3 separate regions of the Mus musculus genome follow, and all the other regions are linked to region 1. Evidence: chromatin contacts called from public promoter capture Hi-C data. All regions are on one chromosome and are shown on one strand. The core of a region is the stretch at or near the end of the contact, and the rest is flanking DNA. Distances in the headings are between cores, read along the strand shown.

The links. Promoter capture Hi-C pulls out the DNA fragments that hold promoters and counts their contacts.
Region 2: a contact with region 1 is called in a promoter capture Hi-C map of hippocampal neurons, with 4 times the contacts expected there. The contact joins the enhancer-like site here to the promoter of Lrrk2 in region 1. A contact is called at or near these places in 10 of 39 promoter capture datasets (the SN4741 cell line, cranial neural crest, embryonic stem cells and 5 more).
Region 3: a contact with region 1 is called in a promoter capture Hi-C map of pre-B cells, with 4 times the contacts expected there. The contact joins the promoter of Gxylt1 here to the promoter of Lrrk2 in region 1. A contact is called at or near these places in 4 of 39 promoter capture datasets (the C10 cell line, neutrophils and pre-B cells) and 2 of 115 datasets of contacts at active chromatin or transcription factors (the 230-238 cell line and large pre-B cells).

The regions. Positions count from the first base shown.
Region 1 is chr15:91,671,800-91,675,047 of GRCm38.p6, forward strand. Lrrk2 (leucine-rich repeat kinase 2) reads left to right here and starts at 1,425. Exons shown (of 51, transcript NM_025730.3): 1 at 1,425-1,638; 2 at 1,821-1,906. The coding sequence starts at 1,482.
Region 2 is chr15:90,242,407-90,245,592 of GRCm38.p6, forward strand. No RefSeq gene overlaps it. Among named protein-coding and RNA genes, the nearest start is that of Mir7648, 20 kb to the left of the region's middle. Within about 2 kb of position 1,870, at least 5 of the 459 cell types and tissues checked have an H3K27ac peak or open chromatin away from gene starts, as enhancers often do. A contact at or near this core is called in hippocampal neurons, where this site is marked.
Region 3 is chr15:93,273,896-93,276,874 of GRCm38.p6, forward strand. Gxylt1 (glucoside xylosyltransferase 1) reads right to left here and starts at 1,284. Exons shown (of 7, transcript NM_001357006.1): 1 at 981-1,284. The coding sequence starts at 1,186.

The sequences.
Region 1 (3,248 bases), core at 175-2,674:
TTCCACAATTCCCAGTTCATTTCATGTCTAATTCTTCCCGTTTTGACCCCACCCTTCAATCGTGGGTTACTTGGAAGCAAATCCTAACTATTCTAGCCTTGCAAATATTAGCACTTTACTACCACGCAAAGGTGAAAACCCTTGGCAACAAGAAGCACTCAGTGAGTACCCAAGCTGATGGAAACTTGCTTTCTTGTTCTGCTGAAAGTGCAGAGTGTGGACAAACTTTCAGCCTGACCTTCAGTTGTGTCTTGGCTCTCAACCCGCCTCTCAAACCCCTCCACCTCTTACCCATCCCAAAGACATTTCCTCAGACAGGAAAGAACTCCTCATCCGTTTGTGAATTGTTATCAGAATGTTAACGAACTAGAAGCCAGGAAATAAATTAACTGCTCTAATTCTCCTTCGGGGTAAATAACCTTGAGGTTGGGTCATCTGAGACCATAGAACATCCAAGCCTTGACTACAGCACTGTACCAGAGACTTCTCTTCTTGAAAAACCTTACTACGTGAGCATTTTCTTTTGCTTTCTTCTTGGGATGCAACATCTTCTTCACAGGGATGCTTTAGCACTGTGCCTTGCAGATCTGTCCCCTTCTCCCCCGCCCCCTCCCCTTTCTTCTCCTGCTTCAACTCTTCATTTACCTCTTCTCCTTCCCCCTCCCCCTCTCCCCCTGCTCTCTCCCTCTCTCTTCTTCCTCTACTTCTTCCTCCCTCTCCTTTTCCCTTCCCTTTCTCCCCTCCCCCCATTCCTTCTTTCTAGGTAGGCTCTTATAGCCCAGGCTGGCCTTGAACTTGTATGAAGCAAGGATGGCCTCCGATTTCTTTGGTTCTTGTCTTCACCTCCCAGGTGCTGGAATTAGCAGTTGCCCCGGCTTTCAGAATACCCCTTTTAACTTTAGAGGCCCGGGCAGCAGTACTAATAACTAGTTCAGACCAAGAATGCCGTTTAAAGACTGTTTCTTCCAACCTTAGCTTCACTGACTCTGCTGTGAGTTCCATCCTTGAGAGCTGAATCAGAGCTCCCAGATCCTGCCTGCAAACTCAAAACAGAGAGAGGCCTTTTGGCAACCACAACCAGAGCTCAGGATAACCAACAAGCAAACAACTCCTAAAGCCCATGTAGCTGGCCGATTTTGATTGTTAAACGCTGCATTCTTTGGGGAGCAAATTACTCCTCTCCCTATAGGGGGAACTCTTAAAAGAAACCGCTTTCCTGAAAGGGGCCAACTGGGCGGTGTCCTCCTTTCCCAACGCCCCTTTGCTATTCTTAGTGGCGGGGTGGCGGCTTTCGCTTTTCCCCGGCGGAGTTCCCAGCGGCGCGATGCGGCTGGGCAGGCCGGGCTGAGACTGGGCAGGGGCGGTCGCCGTCACCGTCTGGGCGCGGCTGGGGACCGAGGGCTGGGCCTGCAGCGGAGGCGGCCGAGCAGCTCTGAGAGCAGGAGCCGTCCCAGCTCGCCGCAGTCCCCGCCGGCTGCACCATGGCCAGTGGCGCCTGTCAGGGCTGCGAAGAGGAAGAGGAGGAGGAGGCTCTGAAGAAGTTGATAGTCAGGCTGAATAATGTCCAGGAAGGCAAGCAGATCGAGACGTTGCTTCAGCTCCTGGAGGACATGCTGGTGTTCACCTACTCGGACCGCGGTAATGCCTGCAGCCCCTCCCTCCTCTGCAAACTTTATCCTGCACTTGAGTCTTAATCTTGGGCACCCCACTCCTTTCCTTCAGGGAGGAAGGAGCTGAGATCCCTGGAAGATTGAAAGGATGCCAGGATGCCGTGGTTTGTGACTTTGTTTTCATCCCCCATTTGCCCCCTTCTTTTCCAGCCTCCAAGTTATTTGAAGATAAAAATTTCCACGTGCCTCTGTTGATTGTCCTGGACTCCTACATGAGAGTTGCCAGTGTACAGCAGGTAAGCGGGCCTTCCCATCTGTTCCTGAAGACTGTTCTGTGATAGGCCTTATGTCCCGGGGTCTTGAGATTTGCTTTAAGAGGGGAAATCTTGTCAAATGTTGGCAGAGGAGAAGCACCTTTGACATTATCTGGGTGGTGGTAGCAGCAAAATGAAAACAGGGCTCTTATTGGCAAGGTGAGTCCGTTAACCTTTCAAACTATTCTAAGAATGCTCCTTAATATACAGCGAGTTTCTGGTAGAGCAGTGCAGTGAATATTTCCAGCAAGGGAGGGTAATTAAAAAAACAGTAATAAAACAGTCAAGTCTAGGGTCAGTTTGCTTTTATACTTTTAAATTAGAAGACACATTTCAAGGATTCTTCCTGCAGTGTATATCACCCAGTATCTAAAGAAAGTGATGTTTCCCGAATGCCCCCTCGCCTGCCGTGTTTACATTTCTACTTTGCGGCTGTTATCATACAAAGTGGATACAAAAGTAGAACTTCTGTCTGGATCTGTGTCACAGGAAGTCCAGAAGTAGGCTATGTAATTAACTGTGATTTTAAAGCAGACTCGGATAAGTAAGAATGGCTTTCAGTCAGGACAGAATTACTTCTGAAGGTGCTAACTTCCTTTAGAGGTTTGCGATCTGGGGAACTGAAATCAGTTTTGTCATCCAAATACTGAGAGTTATTTGTCGGGGAACTCTGGAGGCACGGGAAGAATAGAATACTCCTTCATAGTCATTCTAGAGACTAAACTTTTCTTAGTCTCCAAGTTCTCTCTCTCTCTCTCTCTCTCTCTCTCTCTCTCTCTCTCTCTCTCTCTCTCCTCCTCCTCCTCCTCCTCCTCTCCTGCCTCCTCCTCTTTCTCCCTCTGTTCCCACCCTGTCAAGTTCTCACAGTATAACCCAGACTACTTAGAACTTGCCATTTTCCTGCCTCTGGCTCCCCAGTGCTATAATTATAGGTATATGTCACCATACCTGGCTCTAATTTTCTTTTAGAAAAGCATACTTTTATCTGCAGTAAATATTTTTATTTTTCCAATTGTGAAACTTTCCTATCTGACTAGTCATTTTCAGGTTGTTATCAGACAAAAATCAAGAGGAAGATGGAGGTATGATAAAGATACTGTACTTTTTAGCACCAAGAGTCTGAATTTTACCCACGGAATATGAATCATTTTGAAGGTGCTTTCTGTTCTCCACCTACATCACCCTTCTTGCTTTATATTCAAAAGTGTCTAATTCTGGCTGCCTACACTGCCAAGACCTAGACTTGGTAGTCTCACGCCTGCTTGGTACCACTGGGAAAAACTGGACCCTGATTTTCAATCAACTGAACACAGAAGGGAGTGGT
Region 2 (3,186 bases), core at 620-3,119, 1.4 Mb before region 1:
AAAAAACAACAACATTTAATTGGGGCTGGCTTACAGGTTCAGAGGTTCAGTCCATTATTATCAAGGTGGGAGCATGGCAGTATCCAGGCAGGCATGGTGCAGGCAGAGCTGAGAGTTCTACATCTTGTTCCAAAAGCTGCTGGTGGAAGACTGACTTCCAGGCAACTAGGATGAGGGTCTTAAGCCCACACCCATAGGGACACACCTATTCCAACCAGGTCACACCTATTCCAACAAGGCCACACCTCCAAATGGTGCCACTTCCTGGTCCAAGAATAAACAAACCATGACAATCAGTAAAGAATTACAAAGGGAGAGAGAGATATGCCCACCTCAACCATAGGAAATCTTCTGAATGGTACTGCTTATTAATTTTCTTTCTCTAAGATTTACACACAACGTTTCTATTGTTTATTTTTTATTAGGTATTTTCCTCATTTACATTTCCAATGCTATCCCAAAAGTCCCCCATACCCACCCCCCCACTCCCCTACCCACCCACGCCCCCTTTTTGGCCCTGGCGTTCCCCTGTACTGGGGCATATAAAGTTTGCAAGTCCAATGGGCCTCTCTTTCCAGTGATGGCCGACTAGGCCATCTTTTGATACATATGCAGCTAGATACAAGAGCTCCGGGGTACTGGTTAGTTCATATTGTTGTTCTACCTATAGGGTTGCAGTTCCCTTTAGTTCCTTGGGTACTTTCTCTAGCTCCTCCATTGGGGGCCCTGTGATCCATTCAATAGCTGACTGTGAGCATCCACTTCTGTGTTTGCTAGGCCCCTCTATTGTTTATTAATGCATTGTGTAGATGTTCTGTGTGTCTACAGTATAATTATATGATTTATGTTCAAGGATAAGAATATAGAATTTGATGGTATTGATCTATTTTCTTTCAAGGAATTGATAGTGGTTTTGCTAATAGGTTGTTTATTGATTCTAACCATAGGCTATATTTTTGTAAGCAATTACCTGGAAGAATCTAATTCATATGTAGACCTCGTGGTTGGCAGGGAGTTGCCTTCAGAGTTTATTATCTGACAAGTACACAAAGCCTACTATTTTTTCCTCTTTTGACTATGAAGGGAAAAGCACTGTTGACATCTTTTATTGATTTCCAAAATGAAGCAGAATTTGACATGTCACTGGTTTATAATGCCCCGAGTTATTTTATTACTTTCTCTGACCTTTGGTGATTCCAAAAATCTTAGCTCATTCTTGTGTTGATAGACTATTGCCAATTGTTTTCTTTTGTGGTGTTTCTGACTTATTCTTCTTATTAATTAGCCTGATCATAGAACAATGATGAAGTAAAAAAAAAAACATGCATATCTACCCATGTTCTATAAATACGTGAGTGATTTTGTAAAGAAAAACCTGTGTTAACTTAAGGAGAGGCTGTATTTGGGGCTGGTCATAGACATCCTTGTGCCTGGAGTCTGTGGCATCAGCAAGAATCTGCAAATACTGAGTACTAAATTTTGCTGACTTGAAAGATAACTGATGCCATATGTTATTTTGTTAAGGCTTTCATAGTCTTTAGAATATTGCACTGTATTTTTAATCTCTTATATGTTTTTGCTAAGAAGCAAAGGGGTTGGGTAATGCAGGATCTGCAGTTTTATTATATAAAGAGCAAGGCTTAGAACTAGTTTAAGGAAGTGTTGGTGGCACTGGACACTTGCACAACAAAGATGGCTGTGATTCTGAGGAAGGTTAAAGGGCAAATGCATAGGAGTGGGGAAGTTGTAGAGGATAGAAAACCCTGGCTGGTACAATGGAATGTGCCAGAAACTGAAATATAGACATGAAAGCATAGGAACCTGATCTTAGTCACTGTATCTCCAGGACTCACATGCTCCACAGGAACAGAAGGGGGCTCAGCGCTGCCTGTCTCAGTCCGTGGGTAGACGGAAGTTAGGCCTACGTAACTTCTGCTCATGCTTACCATTTAATTTTAAAATCTTGGCTACTTGTTCTTTCCTCTCGTTTTTAATTAAAAACAAAGAAGAAACCAAAGCAAAGGAGACAAGTTCCTCCAGAAATTTAATAGAATTCAAGAAGTTGTTTGTTTGGTTTTTTTTTTTTTTAAGCACTTTTATGATATGGCTTTTGGGAACTAGTAAGGACACCAGATGCTCCAGAATGTTCCAAGACTATGAAATGAGATTATTGTTCAGGGTCAGGACTGTGGCACCACACCACAATTTACTTTAAAATTAAAATTGCTAGGCGGGATTTAATTTCCTCCTCAGAAGAGCAATAACCTTGTGAATGAATCAGACCCAGCTACTTATGCTTATTGCAAATAACTGTGTCTCCAACACTACAAACTGCTCTTACAGCAAAGCCATATTTGAGAAAGCAAACTAAACAACATACATGCATGCATGCCTGCATACACACACATGCATACACAGACAGACACACACACACACAACCCCAAACCACACAACTATTTTTGCAACATGTAAAGAAACATGGATGGATGTGGGTTGCAGTGGAGTAGTTGGAGTAGCAAGAATGACTGCAAAGCGGGGCAGGGGACATGGTGCAGATATTTTAATAAGTGTCATTCTGTGAATGATCGTGTGACTTATTGCCTATACAATGAATGAATGATTGAATGAATGAATGAATGAATGAATGCATTGTAAAAGTACCCAGTATTCAACCTCCCTGCCACTTAACCCTCTGTTTATTCCCACTACATGCCGACTTGCCAAGATGCCTTTTAGAAGCTTGTTGGGGTGGTAGCGGAGAAACTCTTAGGGCCCAGGGTAAAAGCGTCTGTTTGCTGTGTCACTTTCTAGCCCTAGTAAATTGGAATTTGAGCCAACAATGTAAACATTCATAAGCAATACCTGAGGGTGTTATCTTTTTTTCCTTGAAGAGTAAAGACCCTGTATGTGGTCTATGAAACGGCTAATTGCTCAAAGGAGGAGCCTGTGCAGGAGGCTGGCGCTCCTAGAGCCTTTCAGATGCCAACAGAAGTAAAATTTGTTATGGATCATCTAACAAGAAGGTGGTCTAAGAGTCTGATGTGCTGAGCACTCCTGTTTCAGTTCCATCTAAGCAGCTGAAGCAGCCAGGCATCCAGGCCGTAGCTAGCAAGCATCACAATACTTCACTTTAGTTTGAGTGTTTGACAGCCAAAAGCAGCATGTCTGCCTGATACGCCTACAATC
Region 3 (2,979 bases), core at 34-2,533, 1.6 Mb after region 1:
CGAGTGCTGAAATTAAAGACATGCACCACCACCGCCAGGCTTTTAAATGTGTAGCCCAGGCTGGCCTCGAACTCATGGTCCTCCTGCCTCCGCTCTCCTCGGCAAATCCTACTGGGGGTCTGGGGGTGTAGGTTGTAGGCAGTGGAACCTGAGAGCACACCTATACCCCACATTTCTCTGACTACAATCAAACCATAAACCAAGAGCTCACTATCTCCATGCTAGCTTCTCTTTTACCCGCTTCCCGCTGGAAAAGACCATCAACTCTCAGATGCTACATAGACAACAGCTCAAAGTGGATGTACTCTTTTTACAATTCCTGTCTTCCACTCTCCAATTAGTTGGTCTCAGAACTGCCCAAACACAGGAATCCACCAAGGAGGCAGTGCGAATTAAGTAAACTGCCCAAACAGTTTTCCATTTAAATTTCATGATTCTAACCGTGGCAGTGACTTATGCAAATCCACCAACTCATTATGCTGTGTTATAAATATTCATTTCTTTTTTTTTAAAGTGATTTCTTCATACCTTACTCCTCCCATAGATATAAGCATATTAAGTATCACTCATGTTTCTGAACTTCCTTTACGTTTCCAAAAAAACGAATATTTTCAAAATAAAAATTCACAGCTCGCTTTATGCCACATCCAGATTTCTTTAGCTACGGCTACTGATAAAAAGCTAAGATTTAGGCGGAAAATTTAGACACCTGGGAGGTGGAGGGCTCAACTAGGGCGCCAGCCTGATTCTCAAATTACTCAGCTTCGACTCCATGGAAACAGGAGGGAATCCCACTAGCCGCAGTGTAATTAGGATTTTGTGGGACACCACTTACTTCCAACGAACCTTTCAGAAAGTTGCAAAGCGATTCAATTTCTAACTGGTCTAACACTGAATCTGAAGCCAGCCAGCCAGTGCTCGGTGATGGAGCGGCGCGTCCGGCCCTCCCAGACCTCCACTCCCGGCAATGCGGCTCATACCTGCCCGTCCGGCCCGGGCCCGCGCTGCCCGCGCCTCTCCCCGTGCCGCGTCCACCGTCCGCCAGCCAGGAAACTACCGCGGCCTGCGGCCTGCGGCCCCCGGCAGCTCCTTCCTCCAAGGACACCGCGAGCTGGCTGAAGGCGTACAGCAGCGAGCAGAAGCCGCAGGCCAGGCACAGCCCTACGACCCGCAGGTAGCGCCGCATCCCGGCCCGCGCTGCCGCCACCGCCGCTGCCGCCGTCACCGCCGTCACCGCCGCCGCCGCCGCGCCCGCCCGGGCGAACTACGAAGAATCGCAACGCGCAGCCGCAGCGTGACCAGCCTGGTTCCCGCCCCTCCCCGCTCCGCCCCTCCGCCCGAATCCCCGCCAGGTCCCACTCGGTCCCATGCCGCCCAAGCCCAGCACCCCACACGACACGCCCCTAGCCCTGCCATGCCCCGCCCCGCTCACAGCCCCTCCCACATCCGGCGCAGGCCCCGCCTCTGTTTCAAACCACAGCCCCTGCCTGGTATTGTCCCGCCTCCGGGCCACGCCCCAACGCCCGGCCAAGGCTCCGCCTCCGCAGCGCACCCGGAAGCGGAGCTGAGCGCTGGCGCTCTCCCGGCCTTCACGCCGAGCCTTGAGATGGATGCTGGTTCCTCTTTACAGATTGCCCGGCTCTGAGCTGTGGACAAGTGTAGCGAAAGAAGCAGGGCTGTAGGCCCTTGCCCTAAATCTGCGATTTTTCTTTGCGCAGTTTGTGGCGCTGGGCAACTTGAATTCTCAGGCATCGCTGCGTTGACTAAAAAGAAACCGTGGTTACCGCACTTGCTAACTCTTCCTCGACCCATCCTGCTCCTCACGGACCTCAGCGTCGGGTCTAAAACATCTGTGCTTCGTGGGATGTCGTAAGGCGGCGGTAGTGCAATGGTGCTTTGCTTGCCCATCCACACAAGGCTGGGAAGGCAGCCTTATTAGACGTTGCTGACAAATCATTTGCATACCCAAAGCAAAACTGGTCCTCTCCAAACCCGGCCTCCCTTCCTTCCCGCCACACTCCACGCCTTGAGCTGGGTCACGCTGAAGCCTCGTAGGGACCTAGGGACGGGGAGGAAGGCAGATATTGAGAATGTGCAGCTCGGGGACTTTGGTACGGGAGACCTGTGGACGATTTAACAAAGCTTAAACTCTATGATTATTCTTAGTCCCTTAATAGGCTTTCGTTGACCAATCGTGTCATACCCAACATACTTTTGGCTCAAAACCTTTAAAGCAACCTCATCGAATCAATGGTTTCCACCATTCTGAAAGCTTAAAATGTCATTAGATGAGATCTGACACCTGTCAGTTTTTCCTGTTTGCTATAATCAATCTGATGGTCCAACCGGTATCTGGAAACTGCCTTAACTTCTGACTTTATTCTGTATTGGAACGTGTTATTCCACCCAACCCGAATCCATGTTCCCAGGCAATACACACGCCATTCACATCTGGTGCAAAAGCTCTTATTCCCTTTTGAAGAAGGCTGTTGTACAAAGACAGGATAGCCACCGGGTGTGGACACGCCCCAAAGTGAGTCGCTTGTACCTTCCAGTTAGTATAGCAGAGTATTCCTGAGCGAGGGTGGCCCTCTTAAGAGAAGGAATTCTAGACTGAGCGAGCAATGAAAGCGGCTCTCGTATTCAGGAGACTGAGAAGCGCGATGCCAGGATGAGTCCGCAAGAAAGGACTCGGGGAGTGGTTAAGACTGCAGAGAGGGATAGCAGTTACTCTTGGAAACTCTTGGAAGTTTGAACTTGATCTGCTTGAAGGTTTTTAAGGAAGGAAGGAAGATGATCACATTTGCATGTTAGAGAGCGAGTCTGGTTGGAGTGAAGGCTGGGACAGAGATGAGAGATTGGAGTAAGCGAATCCAGAGCCAAAACTGAGACTTAAACACTTAAAAATCCACTTAAAATGCACACAAGATATACTTGAACACACTTAACCTGCACATGCACCTAAATACATGTAAACAA